Linked DNA regions of Mus musculus: all the other regions are linked to region 1. Evidence: chromatin contacts called from public ChIA-PET, HiChIP or PLAC-seq and promoter capture Hi-C data. All regions are on one chromosome and are shown on one strand. The core of a region is the stretch at or near the end of the contact, and the rest is flanking DNA. Distances in the headings are between cores, read along the strand shown. Region 1 holds the start of Xrn2 (5'-3' exoribonuclease 2). Region 2 overlaps Ralgapa2 (Ral GTPase activating protein, alpha subunit 2 (catalytic)). Region 3 overlaps Ralgapa2 (Ral GTPase activating protein, alpha subunit 2 (catalytic)). Region 4 overlaps Ralgapa2 (Ral GTPase activating protein, alpha subunit 2 (catalytic)).

Region 1 (3,293 bases), core at 191-2,690:
TAAGCATTTAAGTTACCTCTACATTAGCATTTAAATGAAGTCATTAAACCATTGAGGAAGGGGCAACCTTTACTGCCTGACAAGCAGCAGAGAAACACTTTAGAGGTCTCTTAAGGTGAGCCTTTGTGATTGTGATTTGTCAGGCCTAGGGGGGATTCAGGGAAGAGACTTTCAAGCTTGAGCAAATGGGCAGATACCTCCCTCCTCTTTCTAGACTTCTTTCATATGCTGCAGGTGGGATGGGGGATATGACAGGGTACATTTGAAGCCACCAGAAAAGAAGGGATACAAATATCATGTTGGTTGAGAACAGAGGATTAAATGACCCTTGGTTAAAGTGAAATACAAGCAGTATGAATAAGCAAGCAATTTAGCTCTTTGATAACCCGTTATCTGTGTTACAAAAACAAAAAACCAAACCCCCCCCAAAAACGGTAGAGCAAGACCACAGGATGGGTGGAGTTGTTACACTGTGCCTGACTCAGGCAAACAATCACTGCCTCAAGGCCAGGCTGTTACTGCCCACATAGAAACAGGCTTCCTCAAAACAAGCCCCTTTTAGCTTTTTACTTTCCTGCCTGCTGCATGCACGTAATCTAATAAACTGCTTTTTCTGTTTGGAGAATATTTTTTACACTGGAGTCACCCAAATGACACGGCCAGCCAGCACAGAAGGCTCAACTGGTGATTAAATAAGAAAATTCTTTAGTTCCTTGCCTAAGCACATCACAGGTACTCAATAAATGCTAGAACGTGATATTAGCAAATTTTGGCTAGACTCTGCAACTGTTTAAAGTGACCTCGTTGGGCTGAGAGATGGCTCAGCAGTAAAGCGTTCATGCTGTTTTTCCAAAGTAGAGTTTGATTGCTGGCAGCCACAGCAGGCTGAATACTGCTGTTTGTAACTCCAGCTCCAGGGGATTTGAAACCTCTGGCCTCCACAGGTACCAGCACTCGTTCACAAAGCCACATGTACATATACACACATTGCGTAACTAAAAATAAATCTTAAACATATTTTTAAAAAGTTGCTTATGCAAAGCAGATTTTAAAAAAAAATTGCAAAACACTTGAGGATGCTTTTTCATAGTTCGGCCAGGCACAGCAGCATAGAAATGAGAGAAACCAGGAAATGGAAACTAGAGTGTAGATGCTTCTATTCAGCTCAAGACTGATTGTGAGAAAGGAAGTAAGATAGGCCACGCCTTTCCAAAGTCTCGGCCACACAAGGACTTTGCGGCTGCGGGCCTAATGTGGCCGGCGCTCTTGGCTGGATTGCCGGAGAAGGCATCCGCCAGGAGTCGGCTCTCAAAGGCTTTACCAGAGAACGCGGCGAGCCAGGTCTACAGCTCGCCCAGCCGGGCCTCCACTCCGGCAGTCTAAATGAACTTCCACTTAACCGAGCTCCTTTCCCTGCATCCCCCGCGGTGGTGGTATGACGTAACTTCCGGCCGCTGAACGCACGTGGGAGGAAGTGCTGGTGCCCGCGGCTGCCGCTCCTGCTAGTCTCGTTGGTTACACTCTCCCGCTGGCCCGGCTGCTGTTTCGAGCTGCCCGCTGGTCATGGGAGTCCCGGCGTTCTTCCGCTGGCTCAGCCGCAAGTACCCGTCCATCATTGTCAACTGCGTGGAGGAGAAGGTGAGGAGGCGGCCAGTACGCCGGAGTGGGGACCCGGCGTGGCAGGTCTAGGCCGAGGCCCTCGGGGATGGGCGCCCGCCCCAAGCTGCCTCACGGGCCGCTTCGCGGGTTCGCGGTTCCGGAGGCGGTCTGGGCGGAGCGAGGGCGAGTAGGGGGCTTTGGGGGCTTGGGCGGCTCCTCCCCCGCCTGCGAAGCGGGGCACCCCAGGCTCCGCCCACGGCTTTGTTCCCTCCGCGCCGCTCACTGAGCTCCAAAGGGCGCCCAGGCTAGTCAGCCCCCCTAGCGCGGGCAGCAAGGTTGGCAGGGTAGGGACCGCTGGTTGGTCCACTGTCTTGAGCCCGGAGTTCCCGTTGGCTGGATCGCTTGTTTTCCACCCGAGCCTGGCCATTTGTTGCAGTTAAGCGTGCGCGGGCAGCAGCTAGTTACGAAGGACTAGGCTAGGGGAGCGCTCTTTCTCCCTGGCGGGCTTTGCTGTACGAATGCCGGGCAGCTCGCTGTGTTTCACTTCCTGCCTCCGTTAGTTTGCTAGTTTACAGGCAGACTTTTAAGTCGTTCCGATTCGTGAGTGTTGCTTTTGTCGTTCGCGTAATTCTGTCGAGTTCGACTTTGTACTCTAAGTTAGAATTTCTGGATTGGAAAAGTTCCGGGCACATGTGTCCCCTCCCACTTTCGGCTTTAGAACCGCCTCTCTCCAAGAACCTATTTCTCCCGCTGAAGTTATTTACTTTCTCACTTCCTGTCTTAGAAGAAACCAAAAGCTTTGTTTTGGTGACAATCCTAGTATATTTTTGTGTTCTCCAAAGACAAATTGCTAAGCTGAACCATTATTTCTTTATAAACATTGTGTTCTCCTGGGGGGGGGGGGTCTTCCAAAGGGAGAGCCACTTTTTCGTAACAGACACTTTGAACTGTTTTGGTTGTGTCTCTTAATATGGTTAAGTTTGATTTATCGGTTTTAGGTCTATCTAATTTTGGGTAGAAGAGGAATTAGCTATTTATTCACCACCACCCCAGTTTTTCTAATGCTAATCCATAAATCTGACGGTAAAATTTGTAATTTAACGGAGAACTCGTTTAAACGTATATCGGGCCAAGGCGTGGCACATACTTTTACTCCCAGCACTTGGGAGAGAGGTAGGCTTGAGTTTTGGAGGTCAGCCAGATATACACAGAGTTCAAAGCAAACCAAGGCTTACGTAATGAGACCCTCTTGCAAAACAAACAAAAATTCTATCGCCTATACAAAGTATCATTTCTATTTCTAAGATTGATGTTATTTCCCCGCACCCCCCCCCCCAGCTGTTTAACTTTTTGGTTCCCCTGTACATTTTAGTTCTCATTCAAGATTGTCAAACCTTTGACCATACAAGCTTCGATAGAAGCAGTGTTGTTGGCTGTTTTTAATTGTGATTGTAGTTTAGGCTGTTTATCTTTTATTCGCGCTAGCTCCTCCCTTACCCCCTCCCTTTCACCCCTAGTTGGGTACACTTTATACCTTTCCCCATCCAAATTCTTTTATCAGGCATTCCGTCAAGTCCTTTTTTTTTTTTTTTTTTTTTTTTTTTGGTCCATTGCGCCTCTTTTTTTTATTAGGTATTTTCCTCATTTACATTTCCAATGCTATCCCAAAAGTCCCCCATACCCTCCTCCCCACT
Region 2 (3,121 bases), core at 296-2,795, 540 kb before region 1:
CAGAAACATGATACATTTTATAAGTTTATCTTTTCACTTGCACATCATATTCAGGTCTAACCCTCTCTAAGAAAACACCTCACTAGGATGTCTCATAGACTCTCAACTTTGTAGCATAAAATTCTGCCATAAGAGGTGAGCTTTGCCCTGAAGAAAGGTCAGCTCTAAGAAGTCGTCTTTGTACACATGAAACTCACATAAAAGGTGTCAGTCACGCCCTTTAGTTAGTCTCCAATTCACGCAAGCTTCTGGTTTTTGGCTAAAATCTATATGTCTTTCATCCTCTTCTATTTTGTACTAGCATATCTAATTGGCTCTCCTTTCCATATCGTTCTTTTATTTAAAAAAAAATTCACTTTGAGAGAATCTGCATAGGGAAGGAGACAGAAACAGCAGAGCATGCATGCAATGCTTGGTTGCTGCCACCTCAGAAACTTAAGATTGAAATGACACTAGATGTACTACAGACCTGTAGGCTATTGTGGGACTGGCCACACTGTCATCAGTAAATGTCCCTGCTCTAAGGATTAGCTGCAGGGAAGGAAGGCTTCAAGCTAGCTCTTTCCTTCCTACCCAGTGTCACTTGCACAAACACTAGATGTCGCTCTCTAACAGCTACTGTGTTATAAACCACACAAAACAAGCCAGCGAAAACACACAAAACAGCAAGCACCTGTACAGCTCTCTTCTAAGCGAATATTTTTTAAAAAGAAACCAATTCATACAAACTAGGTCTCTACATTATTGTGAGAACATTGTAAAAGGAGAAGACGTGCTCTGTTCGACCATAACACCACCTGCTAACTTGTTATTGTGAATGGCCTGCCATTAAGTCTTGATGTGCGCTCTCTTCTATTATCTCGAAAGGATTCGTGTGTACATTTCCTATCTCTCGTCTACGTGATCTTCTTTGAGGGTGTCAGTTACCACAGGTCAGTTGCTACCACGATGGGGTGGGTAAGGCACCTTGCTAAGGCAGATAATCAATCACAAGAATGTAATTTCAGACTTCCACAAACGTCTTGTCTCCAGGTTCCCTTCCTCCAAGGTGAACTGAGTAATTCAGTACACTCTGTTGGGCCAATCCCAAGTTTCTCACCTCGAGATCCCAAATCATAAGAGAGGCTGCAGTCCTGCAGTGTGGCAGTTAACTTATCCACTGAAAACAAATACCTTCACCTCAGACCTTGGTCCTCTAATTCAAACTATTAATATAGCACAATAGAATAAGCAAATTATGTCCAAAATAAGCTAAACATTTATATCTTTTCTATCTTCCAGTTTGTTCAGTTCACAAACAAAAACAGACATCAGAATAACTATGATAAGAGAGAGAGAGAGAGACCTGAATCCTATGTTTTAACATGCCCCTTAGTATTTACTGGATTTAGTATCCAGTAAATGCATGCACCAAGAAGAGATAGTAATAAAATCAACAATCAAGCTAGGGGTGGCACTCAAATCCAAAGCAGTGTCAGAGGAATGAAAGCCAGACTTTGGTTTCACCCTACTTGCAGAGCTCCTAACACAGTGCTGGGACAAGCCATGTGACCGATTTCAGGAAAGAAGTTGAAAGTCTCTTTTCCTTACTTGGAGAAATCATGAGAAGCTAAACTCATTCTCTCTACAAAGCTCACCTGAGCATTGAGGAAGAAACCCACCATGGAAATCTGCTAAAGTGACATGTAAAACCTACTGCAGCCCTAGGCTCACCAGCGGTCATACAATAACTCCTGAACACAGCTGTGGGCAAGGCTTTGCAAATGAACGCCCTGGCTCTGATCCAGCATCCCCACAATCTTTGGGGAGGGAAGATAACGTACTTATGCCACCCTGCGTACTGAGGGAAATGCAGACACCCGTGCCTGTGGTTATTCATGCCCTTCATCTGTGTGCCCTTCATCTGTGTGCCTTTCAAAAGGCCCAGGCATCACCTGTACCCACTGTGCAGCTCACCTGCTGCAATTTACCTCTCACTTCAGTGCTTCCCAGACCACCAAAGAAGGGACAGAGAAGAGACATAATGACCTATCCTGGAACGAGGAATTCATGTCCTTTAGCTTGGAGGCGGGGGTAAAGGATGAGTCTATAAGGTGTGGTGGAGAGACACGGGACCAAGTAATTTGATTTACTGCTATATTAATGGCATTTTCATCCCAAAGCATGAATACAAAAGAATGAAATTTGCATGACTTTTCAATTTTATATTTCCAAAAAGCTGCTTTGAAGCCATGTTTCCTTGCTCCATGGAAGTCAAGCAATGCTGAGGCCACAGCCATAGCACCTTGGGACTATTAAGAAGCCTAGGAAATCTACTACAGTAAAACCCTAATTCTTGGAAGTCTCCAATCCCATAAGGACAGACCTACAGTAAAGTGAAAATCTAACCCTGTGTTTAACAAAGAGGAATGACCTTTCAGGTGTAGTAGCCTGGAAACTCCATAGCTTCTCCACTATACATGGTATATATACATACATACATAAAATAAGTAATTTTAAAAGGCTAACCAGAGTTCAAACATTTAAAAAAAATTGTAGACACTTCAAACAAAGCTGCAGTTACAGTTTTGAGGGTTAACAGACCTGTAAGTGACTTCTAGGCTCACTAGTCCTACCCCCTGATTTCTAGGCCTGGAAGCCAAAGCAAAGAAGGTAGGTACCTCTATCAAAATCATCAGCTTAATGCTGTCAAAGCCGATCTAGACCCAGACATATCTGAGCCTTGTCTCTTCCATCTAGCTTGTTCTAGGTGGGGGAAAATGCTATTAACACAAAAGTACCAAATAACTACAATGAACAGAGGTTGAGAATTTAAGAGACTTTAATTCAACAATAAATATTAGCAAGTACAAAGTAATGACTGCTAGGCTGAGGAATTTTATGGCCTCATTAAGAGGCTAAGGCATAGCCACATTAAGGAATAACACACACACTATGGTTTATTACACAAGTTCACTAGAAGAATAAGCATTCCCCATCCCTCATCCCAGCAACACTTACCAGAATTTATTCAGTGAGTTTGAGCAGTAAAAGAGTGGTGGTAAGAAAAGGGTTAAAGCCCCTGCAAAGAAAGGCACATGGCTTAACAGGCAGAGAAGAAACACACCTGGCAAAGTGGCCT
Region 3 (3,352 bases), core at 553-3,052, 570 kb before region 1:
TCTATAAGCTGAGGTGTTAGAGAGGTGTGATGTTCTCTAGCCATTAAACAATTACAGTAAGTACTGAAGAAAGAAGGGACAATTAGCCAAAAACAACAACAACAACACAACAACAACAACAACAAAAAATAACCCTCAGTACAATTAGAACGTGAAAGGTAAGACTTGATTTACATCCAAGAAAAGCAGTTTCTATGTTACATGGAAGTAGAATAAAGCTGTAATCAAAACACAGAGGTTATAACACTGTATTTAGGAAAAAGTTTTTAAAAATTACATGGAATTTGTAAGAGAAAATCCAAAGCATATGTATGTGAGCTGTACACAGTAAAAAGGTAGAAAAATATGTGTCATGCAAACACCAGAAGGCAACATATTAACACTACACATTCTATTTATAAAATTAGAAGCTGCTGTCTCTACATCAGATCACGGCCATCACAGAAAGTTACGAGTGGACACAACTAGATTGGTGTACTGTGAGGGGCTAGTCCCAGCAGATACACCTTTAACTCAGCTCCTACACCCAAGGCTCAGGGAACACCATGAAAGGATTATAAATGCCAGATGACCAGGAAGTCTGCTTTGAGACTGTACCTTCTACAGTCTCAGCAAAGCCTGAACAATGGCATTATCAACAGAAACATCAACAGATGTGGTAATTTGGAAAGAAGGCAATCTCATGGAGTCCCACACCTAGATAAAAAAATGGTAAGTAATAGCTGAGAGGGAGAACTACCCTCTCCCAGGTGGATGTCAGTTGGAAAAGGAGATGGGAGTGGGAAAAGGGACATGGGGGGGTGGGGGGTTGAAAAGAAGATAAATAGGAGATGGGTTAGAGGGAGCAAAGGGCAGAAAGGAAATGTCATTAAATAAAAAATAAATTTTGAAAACATGAAAGCTTCTTAATAAACTATCAATTTACAGGAATGCATAGCAACTAGAATATATAGTAATGCTACAGAGAGAAAAATCTAACTAAATTAGTCTGGCTTCATGGCTAGATTAATCACTAAGTTTGGTGATCACACAGCTGAGCAGTCAACTGCAGGTCTCCCACCACCTTTGCTACAGAGGAAAGCTCTGGCTGAAGTCACCTAGTGGGTTAAACTCTTTGCTCTGTGAAAAGCTTCACTTCACTGTCTTGCTCAGGGAAAGTTGTTCTTTCAGCTATCTTTCCTGCTTCTCCAGGGACAGCTGCCTTTGGCTACCCTGGGGTGAAACATGCCTGCTATACACTTTTGTAACTGCCGAGTTAGCTATTCCTGGGGAAAGGACATAAAATGGCATGGGACATAATGCTATTTAGTCAGCAACTTCTCTTTAAATTTGCAGAACGAACCCAGAACCTTTTATGGATAACAACAGTCTGTGTGACAGAAAAGCAAACTAACCAAAATTCAGAAATAGTATCATTCCTGCCAAATTCAAAAGCCTACCCACTATGCCCATACCCAAAATCAGTATCTATGGAGTCTTATACCTGCAACCCCTCAACATGGCTTCTTCTTTTTCTAAGACACACAAGAGTCCTCATCTTCCAACTTGTCACCTCGTTGCCAATAAAGTGCTTCCTTTCCCATCACCTTCTCTCTCAAATGTGTGGTTTCTCCAGGCAGCAATGAAACTTGACTTTCTGTATCCTCTTAGTCAGGGTTTCAATTGCCATAAGCACCATGATCAAAAGCAAGTAGGAGAGAATAGGAGTTTAACTGGCTCGTGCACGCCCATCACTGTTCATTACTTAAGGAAGTCAGGACAGGAACTCAGATAGGGCTGGAATTCGGAGGCAGGAGCTGATGCAGAGGGAGGCCATGGAGGAAGTTGGTTTATTGGGTTGCTCCTTACGTTTCCCTCAGCATGCTTTCTTATAGAGCCCAGGGATGGCCTCACCCATAATGGACGGGACTACCCAATCAATCACTAATAAGAAAATGCCCAGGTTTGCCTGCAGCTGAATCTTAATAAGGCATTTTCTCAATTGAGGTTCCCTTCTCTAGCTTGTGTCAAGCTGACATAAAAGTAGGCAGCACATGCAGCTATGCTGCAACTGATGCTCATGCAAACATACTGCAAATGCTCAGCCTTTCAAAGGAAAAAAGGAACATCTATAGCTACAGCAGGATACTCGTATTGGACAGAAAGCACACAAACACGGAAGAGAACTGGGAGAGAAGCCAGCTGTCTCAGGCCTGCTCATTAGACCCTCCACTTCAACAGGTCCCAGTTTTTACCTGCCACTCCGAGGTCTGTGCAAGATCATTTCCTTACCTGGTTTAGTCTATCTCCTGCTGCTCCACTCTGCTAGGAAGACTATACGCTGAGCTCTTCTGCTCTGCCTCATAAATTTCCAATCCTGTTTCCTCCTTTTTCTAGTATATATTTATGTTACAGTTTCTTGCTTACTGCAAAACTGTTTATCTTTTTTAAAATGTTAAATGTCCTCATGCCAAAGCTTCAACTTTAGAACCAAAGTCCAAAGTCCTTATAAAGTCTTCCTGGCTCTGACTTGTATGGTGAGAAAGGTTTGGCTTATAAATTCCTAAGTGCAAGAAAGACCTAAGATTCTTCTTCCCTGCTAATCTCTGGCCACATGTACAAGCCCAAATAAATACATAAATAAATCCACACTCACTATTTTTAAAGAACCAAAAAGAGAGAGAGAGAGAGTTTTGGAATACTTTCTTGAAGCCACTCAATCTCTCTCTCTCTGTCTCTGTCTCTCTCTCTCTCTCTCTCTCTCTCTCTCTCACACACACACACACACACACACACACACACACACACACACGTCACAATATCCAACACAGCAAGTACTCTAAGGCTGTGGAACCAAGGTAAAAGATTTGCTAAATACAAAACTAAAACAACCCTATACATTATGATTCCTAATCAATTTTGATAATGATACATTTAGTTAGTTACTTCCTTAGTGTTCTGAGACAAAGTTCCATATAGCCCAGAGTAATCTCAAGCTAGCCATGTAGTTAAAGCTTAAAGTCCTGTTCCTCCTGCTGCCATCTCTCAAATACTGGGATTATAAGTTTTTAATCATTGATCAGTGGTACACTTATCTGTTATAAGATAGATTTCTAGTGTAATAAAATTGGCTAGCCATAAGATGCCAGTCAAAACTGATCCCAGATACGTCTGCCCAGGAACACCAAGCCTGCTGCAAAGCACTGCACCGCTCGACTGCGGCCCAGCTCCTGCTCACTTTCTTTTCCTTCCCCTGCTCTTTCCAGCTTTCTGCTCCAGCTCTTCCCAGCTCTTCCTTTCCTACCTGAGGTATGTTATTCCAGGGCCCTGGATAAAGAGCTTTTCTCTCCTTTATGTCCTTTCTCATTCATCT
Region 4 (3,606 bases), core at 320-2,819, 520 kb before region 1:
GGCAGGGAGACAAAGGCAGGGAATTTAGGATTCCCAAGCAAGAGGACCAAGAGAAGGAAGACAAATAAGATCCAAGCTTTCTTGAGAGCTGCAGAAGAGAGAGCACACCAATGATATAAGAGCCTGGGAAGAGCAGCCCCAGGGCCCTCCCTGCCCCCATTGGGTCTAGGGCAGCAAAGATGGAATATAGATTTTACTAAGTAATAACTCAGGAGTATCGGAGGGGAAGCATGTGCGTGTGCATGTGTGTCTTTCTTTCTGGAACTCAGAACATTAGGGCGGGTAGCGAGGATCTTGCACCAGTGCTGGCAGAACAATGTGAGCAGCGTTAATTGCTATAGCAACACTACCGGAGTAGTGAACAGTTTGTTATAGGAGCCCAGTAAGACACAATACAGCCACGTAAGGATAATATAAGTCTTCCCATCCTGGAATGCACAAACGTTTAAGGTATCTTCATAAAAACACAGCATTAGACTATGTATAATGATAACTCGTGCAAACAGGTGGTGTGTGTGGGTGCTCACAAGCACAGCTGAAAGCAAGAGAGACAGGGGAACATGCACAAGCAAGAGAGCAGGTTTACCCAAATACCAGCAATGGATAAAGGACTGCGGAATTTTAAATGATTTTTTACACTACTCAAAGCTCATTCACATTATTCAAATTTTCATAATAGGTGTATTAAATATGCAACCCCCAAAAAAAAGCTAAAAGAAGAAAAGTTGCTTCCCAGTGTTTTGTAAAGAAACGAAAAACTTTCGTTTACAGTAGTTCAAAACTGAACTACTATAAAAGAAATTAGCAACTATGCAGTCTGTACATTGGATACACTATTCTTTAAACTTGAAAACACAACTTTTCAATTCTGAAGAAAAGTTAACACAAATGATACATAGAATAATAGCTTGATCATTTCTAAAAGCAGCAATTTTCACAAATTCCCTGTCCAATATGTGCACTTTAGGAATGGCACCATACCTTGCTCGGAGTGCTTGGTAATGATCTAATTGCTGAAAGGAGATTAGTTATGTTTGGGAAAGGCTGTGTATCTATAATTCAGTAGAAAGGATAGAAAACACAACTACAGCAAGAGATGCTTATGTCATATTCAAGAGCTTGTACTGAGTGGAAAGAAGCAAACATGGATACCTTAAGATGCCAAAAAAGGTGATGAAATCTCCAATCACAACAAGCTTTCATTTACAAGACCTGGTAGCCTTAGACCATATGAGTCAACCTCTTACTCTGCCAGACAGACTATAAAGTGCTAATGAGATGGTCTAGGCTCAGAAATGACAGCTCTGGGAGTCTACCATCGTACAGGTGATGGGATCTTCAGGCTGGAGACAGCAGTAAGAAGACTCAGGAAAGCATGTGGGATACAAGCAGGGCTTTGGAATGGACTTGGGCTCTCAAGCAGAAGAGCAAGCACTAACCATTAAGCTGCTCTCTAAAGAGGGAGGCAGGCATTTATTGATTTGCTGGCATGAACTAACATTGTCTCTGAAGGATCCCAGAGGCTTAGGCTACAGCAGCCACTGCAAGCAGACTGTAGTAGTTTGAATGAGAAAGGCCACCACATTTGAATCGTTCATCCCTAGTGGGTGGGGCTGTTTTGGGAGAGAGTAGGTGTGGCCTTATTGGAGGAGTTGTGTGACTGGTGGCTTTGAGGTTTCAAAAGCCCAGTCTGTCTGCCTACATCTTGCAGACTATTAAGCTCTTAGCTACTTCTGCCATGTCCCTGCCAGGATGGTCATGGACTCACCCTCTGAAACTGTGAGCAAGCCCCCAGTTAAATGCTTTTATACCCTTCTTTGGTCATGGTGTCTCTTCACAGCAATACCACAGTACAGAACAGTACAACTGAACATGTACAAAAGTGGTCAGAAGAGAACACATGCCGTGCTTTCAGTGGTTAACACGCTGAGGCCCAGGAACGTGTGTGCCCCTGTCTTCTTGGGTACGCCTGGTCTCAACCACCGTCTGAGAAAGACACAAGGCTCGGTGGCACTAATTCATAATACAGTTAATACTAAACCAAAATTCAAAGTTCTCACAGGTCTTTTTATTAAGAAACCCTCAAAATACAAAAAAAGCGTTAAAACCTGCAATGAGCCTCCCGGCAGGGTCTGCTGCTGTTTGTCATCATTTATATAGCTGAGTCATTACTATTCTGACCCACAGACATTTTTCTCAGCTCAGTCTTTTTCAGCCAATGGCCTGTCTCCCTCTTCCTCCATGTCTACAGTGCTTTCTAATTGCCTGTCTTTGCCTATTACCCAATTACCAGTGCAGTCCATTGTGGGGCCGCAGCACATGGTCCAGAATACTCTACCTTTCCTGTTCCATGGGCCACAGTGTTCCTAGCCTGCATCCTCATCACTGGTCCCTGCAGAGCGAGGAAGGACACAAACTGTGTGTCCCCTCTTTCTCCACAAGTATGCATGCCACAGCTTCTACACCACTCAGAGCTGTCCAATACCACTTCCTTCTCTCTTCTCTTTTGTCTCCAGTCACTGCCCAGCTTAGGACAAAGGTTTTGACTCTTCATAAAGTAAGCTGTGTTGGCTTGAATGAGATCTCCAACCCCCAACCCCGCTTCTCAGGCATTGAATATTAGGCTTCCCTGTTGGTGACCATGTTTGGGGAGGCTCAGGAAGGATGTCTTTGCTGGAGAAAATTCATCTCTGCCGGTAGCCTTCAAGGTTTCAAAAGCCATGTGTCATCCCAGTTGACGCTCAGCTTCCAGCTCCAGTCCCTACACTTCCCTGCTGGGACAAGGCATGAACTTAGCCCTCTGTAACTGTAAGCCCCAAATAAACCCTTCTCTCTCTAAGCCTTGGTCGTGGTGTTGCATCACTGCATTAGAAAGGTAACTAACCCATAAGCAATAGAGAGCTCGCAGTGAGACAGCCAGCGTCTAGTGAGCAGGTCTACTTACCCAAACAGGAAGCACAGCAATTCAGCTCCCTGTCCATCACACCCTGGGGCTCCTATCTTATCTTTCCCCTCCTGGCCTCACCCCTGCTCCTTTTCATCGAACTCTGGGGCTCTGGGGCAATTCCAAGACAGTTATGACTTGAAGCCTCTGCACCTTCCTTGGAATACTCGTTCCTAAGATAATGACAAAGCCATCACCTTCTCAACTCAGGTCTTCAACAAAACACATCAGAAAGCCTCTTCTGACGCCCTACACAGGCATGTACACAAGACAGGCATGCGCACACACATCCTGACCAAGATCCATTTTTCTATCAATACTTAAAATTACACTATAAACTTTTTGTTATTCATATATTGCTTGTCTTGGTAGAATGAAAATCCTATGAGGGCTGGGCCTTGATTTGTGAATACCAGGCAAGTGAAATAACTTAATTCTCTGGAATAACTTAAAGACCAATGGAGAGTCTCTACTCTAGACAGACTTAACAGCTCAAACCTCTCTCTTCAAAAGACAGTGATTTATTTCTCTCAAATTGAGTAAATAATCCTTAAATAATTTACAGAATATCAACTCAGGATTCCTCAGTGATTTGGAATAAAAGTTAGTGAACGGATGTGAGCTGGTGAATGCTCTGGACACCATTTATATCTATCTGGCAG

Evidence for each region. Promoter capture Hi-C pulls out the DNA fragments that hold promoters and counts their contacts. ChIA-PET counts read pairs in DNA pulled down with a chosen protein or histone mark. HiChIP or PLAC-seq counts read pairs in DNA pulled down with a chosen protein or histone mark.
Region 2: a promoter capture Hi-C map of liver shows a contact between it and region 1, with 2.0 times the contacts expected there. The contact joins the enhancer-like site here to the promoter of Xrn2 in region 1. A contact is called at or near these places in 5 of 39 promoter capture datasets (the 3T3-L1 cell line, 3T3-L1-derived adipocytes, hippocampal neurons and 2 more) and 2 of 115 datasets of contacts at active chromatin or transcription factors (astrocytes and embryonic stem cells).
Region 3: an H3K4me3 HiChIP or PLAC-seq map of bone marrow-derived macrophages shows a contact between it and region 1, with 4 times the contacts expected there. The contact joins the enhancer-like site here to the promoter of Xrn2 in region 1. A contact is called at or near these places in 3 of 39 promoter capture datasets (3T3-L1-derived adipocytes and liver) and 2 of 115 datasets of contacts at active chromatin or transcription factors (astrocytes and bone marrow-derived macrophages).
Region 4: a contact with region 1 is called in an RNA polymerase II ChIA-PET map of memory CD8 T cells, with 50 read pairs. The contact joins the enhancer-like site here to the promoter of Xrn2 in region 1. A contact is called at or near these places in 6 of 39 promoter capture datasets (the 3T3-L1 cell line, 3T3-L1-derived adipocytes, the HPC-7 cell line and 2 more), 1 of 484 Hi-C or Micro-C datasets (the G1E-ER4 cell line) and 3 of 115 datasets of contacts at active chromatin or transcription factors (bone marrow-derived macrophages, effector CD8 T cells and memory CD8 T cells).

Annotation. Positions count from the first base shown.
Region 1 is chr2:147,011,559-147,014,851 of GRCm38.p6, forward strand. It overlaps Xrn2 (5'-3' exoribonuclease 2), which reads left to right and starts at 1,441. Exons shown (of 30, transcript NM_011917.3): 1 at 1,441-1,638. The coding sequence starts at 1,564.
Region 2 is chr2:146,469,331-146,472,451 of GRCm38.p6, forward strand. The region is part of intron 3 of Ralgapa2 (Ral GTPase activating protein, alpha subunit 2 (catalytic)); the gene reads right to left. Among named protein-coding and RNA genes, the nearest start is that of Ralgapa2, 41 kb to the right of the region's middle. Within about 2 kb of position 1,546, at least 14 of the 459 cell types and tissues checked have an H3K27ac peak or open chromatin away from gene starts, as enhancers often do. A contact at or near this core is called in liver and neural stem cells, where this site is marked.
Region 3 is chr2:146,439,654-146,443,005 of GRCm38.p6, forward strand. All of the region lies in intron 10 of Ralgapa2 (Ral GTPase activating protein, alpha subunit 2 (catalytic)), which reads right to left. Among named protein-coding and RNA genes, the nearest start is that of Ralgapa2, 71 kb to the right of the region's middle. Within about 2 kb of position 1,803, at least 3 of the 459 cell types and tissues checked have an H3K27ac peak or open chromatin away from gene starts, as enhancers often do. A contact at or near this core is called in bone marrow-derived macrophages, where this site is marked.
Region 4 is chr2:146,495,567-146,499,172 of GRCm38.p6, forward strand. All of the region lies in intron 1 of Ralgapa2 (Ral GTPase activating protein, alpha subunit 2 (catalytic)), which reads right to left. Among named protein-coding and RNA genes, the nearest start is that of Ralgapa2, 15 kb to the right of the region's middle. Within about 2 kb of position 1,570, at least 30 of the 459 cell types and tissues checked have an H3K27ac peak or open chromatin away from gene starts, as enhancers often do. A contact at or near this core is called in the HPC-7 cell line, effector CD8 T cells and memory CD8 T cells, where this site is marked.